2 separate regions of the Capsicum annuum genome follow, and region 2 is linked to region 1. A link is a contact called in public Hi-C data. All regions are on one chromosome and are shown on one strand. Each heading gives the region's core, a stretch centred on a gene start, on an enhancer-like site or on the middle of the called end of the contact. The rest is flanking DNA. Distances are from core to core; before and after follow the strand shown.

The links. Hi-C and Micro-C count contacts between places; a contact is called where the count stands out from the background.
Region 2: a Hi-C map of bud shows a contact between it and region 1, with 2.2 times the contacts expected there. The contact joins the promoter of LOC107864186 here to the enhancer-like site in region 1. A contact is called at or near these places in 2 of 5 Hi-C or Micro-C datasets (bud and leaf).

The regions. Positions count from the first base shown.
Region 1 is chr3:14,168,283-14,174,048 of UCD10Xv1.1, reverse strand. No RefSeq gene overlaps it. Among protein-coding and RNA genes, the nearest start is that of LOC107866464, 14 kb to the left of the region's middle. Within about 2 kb of position 4,393, at least 5 of the 5 cell types and tissues checked have an H3K27ac peak or open chromatin away from gene starts, as enhancers often do. A contact at or near this core is called in bud and leaf, where this site is marked.
Region 2 is chr3:14,207,483-14,212,592 of UCD10Xv1.1, reverse strand. It overlaps LOC107864186 (putative E3 ubiquitin-protein ligase XBAT35), which reads right to left and starts at 1,488. Exons shown (of 11, transcript XM_016710475.2): 1 at 1,243-1,488; 2 at 1-7. The coding sequence starts at 1,344.

The sequences.
Region 1 (5,766 bases), core at 3,144-5,643:
TCTTTGTTAAATATAGTACTATTAGTAACTATTTTTTTGTCCTTAAGGTGAAAAACTTTAACGGATAATTTTTTTTTTCCACTGTCAATCGAAATCATTCTTTTTAAATAAAAAACAAAAAAGAGAGAGAGAATCATTTCGAAAACCAAAAAGAATCTTTTTGAAAGCTAACGCTATCCTATTAAACAAGGTTATATGATAGCTTCCTAAAAAATTGGATGTTAAATAGTGAATTTATCCAATAATAATGTTGCATTAGATTGGATGATTTCTTCAAAATGTTTGCTAAATCTTCTTTTTATCTTTTTAATTAACTTTTTTCACATTCTAAAAATGGAAAGGTATTATATAGGAGCCACTATCTTAATATTGTACACATTCTCATGAAAACCCAAACAAAGAATGAATTTTTTATTTATTTTTTGGTTGTAGGGGGGCGGGGGTGGGGGGTGGGGGTTAGTGAATGCAGTTGTTGACTAGTTTACCTTTTGTATACTTTTTATTTTAATTTATAAGTCTTAATTTGATTAAGCATAGAGTTTAAATAAATAATATTAGGCTTTTGAATTTTATGATCTTAAACTTTAGGTATGCATAAGTGTAACATACAAATTGCAGTTGAAATGTATAATTACTGTCTTTTAGAGCGTTAATTTATACTTAATGTTTTAAAAACATTTCAATTTTAGTCATTTCGAAAACAACTTCAGATATATACAACTAAAGTTGTACAAATCTGTGTTTGAAGTTTGACAGACCTCAATATTTTTATTGAATTGTGGGCTTGTGAAATGCAATCATCGGATATTATTGCCTGAAATTCTTTATGGCTTATCAAGCCTGACTTCATACATTTTTTACGGAAGTTATGGACTTGTTAATGCAAAACTATTCAGACACGTTTCACTGAATTAGTAACATTAGCAAGACTTAAGATATATAATGGCGTGCCATGTCATTCGTTCAAGCCGTGAAAACAACCTCTTGCAGAAATGAAGAATAACACTGCATAACTAAAAAAAATAAAAAAATACTATACCCCAATCATCAATTTGTTAAGAGAACAACAAACCTAACAAACTCATTTCACAATAATGATAATTGCCATTGTTTTCAAACTTTTCCAATAACAGCCATTTGTTTTCAAACTTTTCAACGATGATGAAATTATAGGTTCATGTAAAGTGAAACAAAATCAATTCAACCGCAAAATCAAAGGATAAAAAAATTCCAATAATATAGGACACAAATTAAATAATTTTTAAAAAGTGGTTAAAAATTAAATGGTAGTGGCCAAATAGGCACGTCATGAAATTTTTATTCTTAAAATTTGTGGTCTTAAGTGTATCATATACGCTGAATTAAAGAATTGCTAAGTATACAAAATGAAATTTTCTTAAATGAATTAAAAAAAGAAAGTCGAATAAAAAACTAACTGAACAAATATTGAATAAAACAGTACCTGAAGATTCACAACTAATTGAATAATTATTCCAGAAGGATATATTCGACCTAATATTGAAACAGAGGAAGTACCAAATAATAACTTATTAATTCAGTCACACCTCTTTATAAGAATCATTTTATATATGACAACATTTCATGATAATAACAAACTTTTTTTAGAATCAATTTTTCATGTTATATTATATTTGAAGGTAAAACAAGTTGTCTCCTCCATAATGCTCTCCCAGTTGTGATGCAAAGTAAGTTGTTCCATTAAAAAAGGTGCTCATAATTATATTCGATTATTAGCACAAACAAATCGAATAGAATTAACACTTTAAATGAATTGCTGATGAAGATTTAACTGTTAAAAACCAAATTAAAATCCACCAAAGTAACATGTCTTATCTTGTAATACATTTAAAGAACATATCCACAAGATTTGTAGGCACCTTAGGTAGCCAAAATCAACTTATCGAAAACATGCATATATTTGTCCCAAAGTTTAAAAGTTGTCGTTTCAATTTGTTTTTAGATAACGGTCAAAAATACATTTGAATAATTAATATTTTCGTAAGTTTCACACTTTAATTATCAATTGTTGTGTATATAGTGATATATAATTCAAGTAGCAAAAGGGAACAGATGATAGTTAGTTAGCTTCAGCCTTTGAGGAGTATTTTTAATATGTAGATTGTCATATAGTTAAGTGAGAAAAGGGAATACTTGATTATTGAGGTGTGAAATTCGCGAAAAATGTGATAGTTCAAATTTATATTTTACCACTAACTCATTTGTTTTCCTTTTCCTTCAGGAAATTAAAACATTCATATTTTATCAGATAGTAGAGATTTTATTCAGTCTCCTCTCTACCTCACCGAGATGATGGTAAAATTTGCGTACACTTTACCCTTCGCAGACCTCATTTATGAGATTTTTCGTATGTTATTGTTGTTGTTTGTAGAGACTCTAAAATTCAACTAAAAAGAAAAAGAACTACCAAGAGAAGTATAATCTCCAAAAATTGCAAATTACAGAGAAAAGCAGGTTTTTTTTTGGAGGGTGGGGAAATATAAAGTTGGATTTAGAATAAACTTGGGTTATAAAAGATTTTTTCTATCATAAACATGGATAGAAAAAGATATTGGTCAATCAAATTCAGTAAGTTTGATTCAGACTCCATTTATGTAGTAACTTACTAATCTCTAACTTAGTAGAATTCGATAAAATTTAAATTCTAAAATTAATATTTGCTAATATCTGTAGAAACAATTCTCATTTTACATACAAAAAAAAATTAATCCCTCCCGAGGAGGTCCCATCTTTCTTGTTCTCTTCGTAACTCAAACGCATAATTTTCAGATTAAAAGAGGGGTGTTTATCATCCGAGCAACTCCCTCTTGTCGATTTACATAGAATTACTTAGAGCAATTTTGATTTTTTCCTTTTAAAAAAAATGAATAATTGATTTAGAAAGGAGGCAGTAGTAGAGATTGTTATTCCTGGACAAGTGGCAAAGGCCCAAAATCTCACATTGCAAGTTCTACAAGCCCATTTAAAAGTAGAAGCCCACTCTAATATGATCGATAAAGTTTACGTTTCTTCCTTAAAAATAACTCGAAAACCCTCCTTAAACGCGCTAGATCACGAATATAACCGACTTACGCCATGAGCCGTTCTGATGATAGGTGCCACTTGAACACAACCACCTTTCTATGGCGAATTATTATATCGGCTTTTGGTTAAACTTCTTGCATCAATTTTATTCAGTCGCCCCTTACAAGTGCAATGTACATCACCGGCTTAAGCCATGAGCCTTTTTTATTTTATGGTAAGAGCCTAACAAATTATGACATCGACTCGACCACTTGGACCAATCTCAGGAAGCAAATCACTTGCAATCAACAACATCGACTCGGGTCATGGGCATTTATCCATTGAACCCATCCTCGTAGATATTTGGGCTTGGCCCATGAGTTTTTGGACATTCAAATGGGCTCGTAAAAATCTTTTGTATTGGACTTTAGGACTGGCCCAATATAGTATATCCAATCCATTATAATCCACCGACGAAATTGAACAGAAATTGACAGCTTTGTTGATGTAATTTTCTTTCATAACGCGTTATGCAACTTGTAGTCCTTAATTAAGATAATATTATATTTACTGTTTACTTAATATATATTATCAAATTAAATAATTTTTATATCATTATATCCTTTTTACATATTGTACGAGGTAACTTATCTTACCTTTAAATTTAAGAAAACTTCTATTATCTGTAAGTAGCATTTGAACAACCTGAGGATATTTAAAAAATTATATATATATGAATGTTGTATGAAACTTAAACTCTTATTTTGTATATCTGATGATTGAAGAGTTGGTTTGATAAATAAAATGTCACATCAAAGTTTGTCAAAGTTGAAAAAGAAGAAGTATAAAAATGAATGATTCAAATAGGCTGAATACATATACAGGCCCTTCAACTATTCAACTTTTTTCGTATAGACATCCCAATTAAGGCACGTACCTATTGAACCCTTTATTCCTTCATAAAATGTGTCAATTGAGCCCAATCGCTGACATAATGCTGATATGGCATGGCATGTGTAATACACTCTCCAAATGGAGAGTGAGAAGCCACAATTAATAAGAACATTAAATATTAAAGAAAAACAATAAAAAAAAGACACATAAAATAATTAAAAAAACACATAAAAGAAATAAAAAGTTATCATCTTCTTCTCCATTGTCAAACTGCCATAATCTTCCTCTTCAATAAATCTTAAACATAACATTTTATTTCTTCAAATTGAATTCGAAATTAATGATTTTTTTGTATACAATATAATTCAATCAATGGTTTTTTCTTTCCCTGCCTTCCCTTCTACCAATCGCGAATAGTTCATCTTCAATTACCTAAATTCAAATATCCAAAATACACTAATTTTATTCACTTCTAACACTTGCTCTATGAATTTCAGAATAATAAAATCGATTCAGCAGATTTTGTGTGTGTACTAGGTGAGGAAGAAAACAATACAGCCTACAGGGAAAACAAAATTTCCCATTATTTACGTAGAACTTCCATAGCTTCACAAAACTTCAAAAAAAAAAAAGAAAGAAAAGGCCCATCATTTATATGATTTATCAAAGTCAGTACCAAAATCATAAAAATTTGGTGATTTTCCGGGATTTTTTCCCTTTTTGATTTTTGATCCATAAACAAAACCAGCTGCAGATTTTATCAAAGAATTCAAGATTTCCATCTTTATTTGTCCCCTTCTTGGTAGTGGAGGAAATGGAGATGAAAATGAGAAATTAACGAAATCGAAGTGGGAAAATGGAATAACAAAATGTTTCTATCTTTTACTGCTACAATTTAACTAACACTTTAAAATTCATTATTTTTTTCATTTGAAATTGTTGTTTGGTATTATTTTGGTGGAGAAATGAAGGAGTGAAGTGAAGATGGGGAAGATGGATATTGTTGGATATTATTGGATATCGACGGAATCAAAATACTTCAATGGTGGGGAAAGGAGTATTGACGGAATCAAAGTGCATGGTGGAAAAGGAGTATCTATGGAAGAAGAAGATACTTTGTTTTTTTTTTAGTTCTGTTGTACTTTGGTTTTTTTTTAAGTTCTGTTGCTTTTGGAAAGGAAGGAAGAGAAAGGGAAGGGGGGGGCGAGGGAGGGGGGGTTAAGGATTGCGTAGGGTTGTAGTGCCGAGGTGCGGGGCAGTTAATGTTTTTTTTTTTAATTTAGATTTAATTATGTTAAAAATTTATTTTTATAATTATTTTAAATTAAAATGTCACATGTCGTTATTTAATTCGTCACTTTGGCACATCATCAGCGTGCGTGTTACACGCATTTTACATTTTTTGCCACGTCAGTAAATTGGGTTCAATTAAAACTATTTGTGAATAAGTAAAGGGTTCAATAGATACCTGACTTAATTGAGATATCTATAAGAGAAAAGTGAAATAGTTCAGGAACTTGTATATGTATTCCGTCTTCCAAACATTATTCTACAATGTCACAAAATAGAAAAATGTTACTACTATGATTGAAAAGGTGGAAGTCAAGTAGGGCAAATAAATATGTGAAAAGAATTTAAATTTTATTTTACCTACTAAGGAGTAAAACTTTTTTTTACACATTCTACCATTTAAGTAATTTCTATAATTGTGTACTCACTTTTTGGGGTTATCAAACAGTATTTTTTATCAATATAGATTGTGATGGAATGGTTGTAATTTTCATTCTTTACTAGACGTCTCAGATTTAAGCCCTTGAAAAAAAAAAAAGT
Region 2 (5,110 bases), core at 239-2,738, 41 kb before region 1:
CTAGCCACTGAAATCAAGATATTTAACACATTATAACAACAAATTCCTGTAATATTCTTATCATTATAAGCTTTGTTGTTCGGATTCTCCGAAAATGCTACTAGGACTCTATTGGATTCTCTAAAACTTGTGTATTTTTAGAGAATCTGACACAGGTGCAGCAACATTTTTGAAGAGTACGAACAACATAAAACATTAGCATATAAGAAAGAATACATACGATCTATGCGGTAACTGGTCGTAAACCCAAATTAAGGAGGACGGTTAAGGTACATGGACTGCCAGCATAAAGATAGTCTAATCATGATGAATCCTCTCCACACGGAATTTGTGGAATAGAGCGGATAGATACCCAACGTTCATAACGCGGACCCTAACTAGTTTAGATCAAGTTTTAATTCATTGATTAATAAGTTTACACACAAACATACTAAAGTTTCAAGTTTTTTCCACAATAGAGCAGAAATGATTAGCAGTCAGCAGTACATCATACATACATAATCAACCAAAAAAACATACTTCAGCTATTAAAATCCTAAATTTAGTTCAGTCAACCATCAACATTACTTCCTCCGTTCACTTTTAATTGTCACACTTCATTTTTCCAAGAGTCAAACTACATGCTCTCTGACCAACATTTTAAAGTGTAATTTTTTAAATTATATTAATACGAAAAGGATTGCAACTTATAGTATTTTTCATATAATTATCAAACACCTAAATTAAAAATGTTGAATTAATCTAATACTCCTTCTATTCATTTTTACTTGTCACATTTTGCTTTACGAAAGTCAATTTAACTAAACTTTGAAGCTAAATTGAAGTAGATTAATTTAATATTTAAAATTAAAAATTCAGAAAATATACAAAAAATACTATAAGTTGCAATCTTCTTATATTAATATGATGAAAAATTCATCTTACAATGTTATATCAAAATTTATATAGTTTGACTCTCGAGAAGCTTACGGCGACAACTAAAAACATTCAAAATTAGTCAAACTGACTCTCGTAAAGCGTAAAGCGAAAAGTAACAAGTAAAAATGAACTAAATTCATAGTCTTTCATCACTCAATCACATCAATTTCGTAATTTTTCCCCCACTTACTTCTCAATAAAATTCTAAACAAATGCAAAAATCTCCAAAATATATAAATATATATTAAAAAAATCATATTAATTCAAAAAAAAAAGACAAAATATAAAATTAAATTACACAAAAAAAAATCAAATCAATTATACCTCAAGCCCAGCGCCTTCGTTACGGAGAGATTTAATGCCTTCAATGTTTCCATAATTAACTTGTTGATATAGAAGCTCGTCTTTCGATTGTTGCTGCCCCATATTATGATTATGAAAAAAGAATAAGAATTGAAGAAAATTAACAAAATATTTTCCTCTTTATATTTTGGGGGAAAATTATTGAGGAAAGAGAAAGTTTTTTCTGACTTTAAAATTACGCGGTTGGGTGTTGGAAATTTGTGGGGCGGGGGGGCCGAAATAATAAATATTTCCTCCCTTTCATATTATTTTAATTTTAAAATACATGTCACCTTCCACGACAATTAATGAGAAGAGATCACTTTATTTTCACTGGGATTTGTCAATATAATTTGTAATATTTTGATTCTTGAAGTTAATTTAATTAATTATTTCAAATTAAATTAAATTAATTAAATTATAACTTTTTACAAATTAATATAATGAAAAATAAATTTTAAAATATTAATCAAAGCTGATACCATTCAAATCAAAAAGAAAACTATATAACAAGTAGTACTATTTTCATATCAAAAAGAAAACTATATAACAAGTATTATTTTCATAACAAATACTATTTTCATATCATTTTCAAAACTTTAAATTTAATTACTATTATTTATTATTAAAAAGGTAAAACATAATAAATTTTTTATTTATCAAACTAAATAAAAAATAAAATATTTATTTTATATAGAGGTCAAATAAAATTTAACGAATCATTACGAGGAAATGAGGGGGCTTGCTTAATTAACAAGGATTGGAGAAGTAGATAAACTAATACATCTAGATGACGATGGTTTTGCACTTTTAGTCCCTCTATTTTTTATTTTTATTTTTTTGGAAAATTTTAGACAGAGACTGCATTAATTAAGGGTGTGTTTGGTACGAAGGATTTTTCAGTTTTCTCCTGTTTGATTGACTTACAGGTTTTGGAAAATATTTTTTAAATCAACTCATTTTTCTTAAAATTAAGGAAAATGACTTCCCTTCAAAAAGTAAGGAAAACATTTTTTAAAACTCTCTTTCAACATTACTATTAAATTGAAATATTCATATAACTCTCAAAATCACTCATTCATACTCCGACCCTTAATATCCCACCCCAATCCCCACCCCACCCCCACCCCCTACCATTTAAAACTTTTTTCTTATCCCACCCTTTTTATCATATTCATTCTCAGTCTTTTTGTTAAATATATACAAATATTTTTAGAAAACACACTTATCGTCACGCCAACGGTGATGACTCGGCAAAATCGATATTTATGATTATTTCATTCGTGTTGAATTAATTATATTTAAGAATAAAAATAAGTTTGAAAAAAAAAATATTTTTCTAGAAAAATCACCAACTTTAAATGGTCACTACTTTAATCTTCAAATCAAAATAAAAATACGAAATAACCGAACCGAATCTGTAAAAACCAAATCAAACCAAACCGAAATAATTTTGGTTTGGTTATGATTGTTATTTTCGTCAATCCAAAAACCAAAAAAAACGTACCGATATTCAACAATCAAACCGAACAAACTAAATGCTCACCTCTAAATATAAGTAAGAAACAACTTATTTTTTTAGAAAATATTTCTCCTCCTTCATATCGAACACACCCCAAAAAATATTTTTTGAGATCAAAAAATATTTTTCTAAAATGTATTTTTATGATTTAGCTAAAGATTAAAATGTATTTTTTGACAGTTATTTTTTCATTTTCCAACCAAACATTACAAAATATTTTCCAAAAAATATTTTCCATCCATCAACCAAACATAGGAAAACAAGTAAGAAATTAACTTGTTTTTCAAGAAAAAAATTTCTAGGAAAACATTTTCCTTCATAGCAAACACACCCTAAGTGACTTCAAATTCATCGAAATTTCAATGAAATTCGATCTCCTTTTATTTTGGGAAAAAGGCTAAATTATTTATCACTCTTTATTTATTTTTTTCTTTTTGACTAACAAAAATCCAATAGGAAATTGGGAGCTTTGACCGGATTAGAATCTTGAAACACTATAATTTAATATGCTAATTTTATCTTTTTAAAGGAAAAAATGACTGAACTTACTAGTCTACTTTAATTATATTTAAAATTACCTTCGACTTTATCTTATTACAAGTTTAGTAGATTTCTTTCCTCTCTATGTAAGACTAGAGTGCATGGCCCGTGTCAGCACGAGGCAACACTATAAACATTTTTTAGTATTAATATTCGATATTGATGAGATACAAATATAAATGTATATTGATTTAAAACGATAATTTTTTAAATAATAACTATTTGACGGTACTCAATAAGGAGTGAACTTTTAGTATGATGTGTCATGTAATCGAGTTATTTTGATTGTTTGATGATAAGATTGAGACCTGTTACAAAATATAGAAAAGATGTAGAATTAATATTCAGAGGATTATTTCATACAAAAACTGAAACAAAAGATACTTCAATTAACAACAAAGTCTTTGATCATCTTCTCAAAGATGATTATGGTTGAAGCAGCTCCAACAAACATGTCATAAACGTATTTTTTCTTGTTTTAATTAAATATTATTAATTTTCTAATACATAAATGACTTATAATAATAATTAGGGGTGGGATAGTAAAATCACGGCACAGCTCTTGAAGCAGCCATGTCGAAACTAATGTTTTAATTAAATATTATGAATTTTTTAATACATAAATGACTTATAATAATTAATTAGGGGTGATACAGTAAAATCATGGTTGAAGGAGTTCAACTTAATTTAATACAAGAGTTAATTTATTATTTTTTGTCTATTTTATTTTTTAAAAAATATGATTAAATTTTTGACACTTAGATGACTCATACTAATTAATTATAAGCGATATTTAGCAAAATTATGGTTGAAGGAGTTGCAACAGACATGCCATTGATTTTTTTTAATTAAATATTATTAATTTTTAAATACATAAATGCCTTATAATGATTAATTAGGTATGATATAGTAAAAATCACGGTTAAAGCAGTTTAAACAAACGTCATAAATATCTATTTTTTATTATATATTATTAATTCTAATATATAAATGACTTACAATAATTAATTAGGGGTAATATAATAATTTTTTTTTATTAATTCTAATATATAAATGACTTATAATAATTAATTCAGGGTAATAGTAAATCACAGAGCAATTAGGGATGATATAGGCAGACATGTCATCTATTTTTTAATTAAATATTATTAATTTTTTAATACATAAATAACTTATAATAATTAATTAGGGATGATATAGTAAAATCACGGTTAAAGCAGTTTAAACAAACGTCATAAATATCTATTTTTAATTAAATATTATTAATTTTAATATATAAATGGCTTATAATAATTAATTAGGGGTAATATAATAAAAAATATTATTAATTCTAATATATAAATGACTTATAATAATTAATTAGCGGTAATATAATAAATCACTAAGCAATTATGGTAATATAGTAAATGACGAAGCAACTGATTTTTTTAATTAAATATTATTAATTTTTAATACATAAATGAGTTATAATAATCAATTAGGGATGATATAGTAAAATCACGGTTAAAGCAACTGAAACAAACGTCATAAATACATATTTTTTAATTAAATAATATTAATTCTAATAAATAAATAATTTATAATAATTAATTAAGGATAATATAATAAAAAAATATTATTAATTCTAATATATAAATGACTTATAATAATTAATTAGGGGTAATATAGTAAATCGCAGAGCAATTAGGGGTAATATAGTAAATGACAAAGTAGCTGATTTTTTTAATTAAAATTATTAATTTTTTAATACATAAATGACTTATAATAATTAACCAGGGATGATATAGT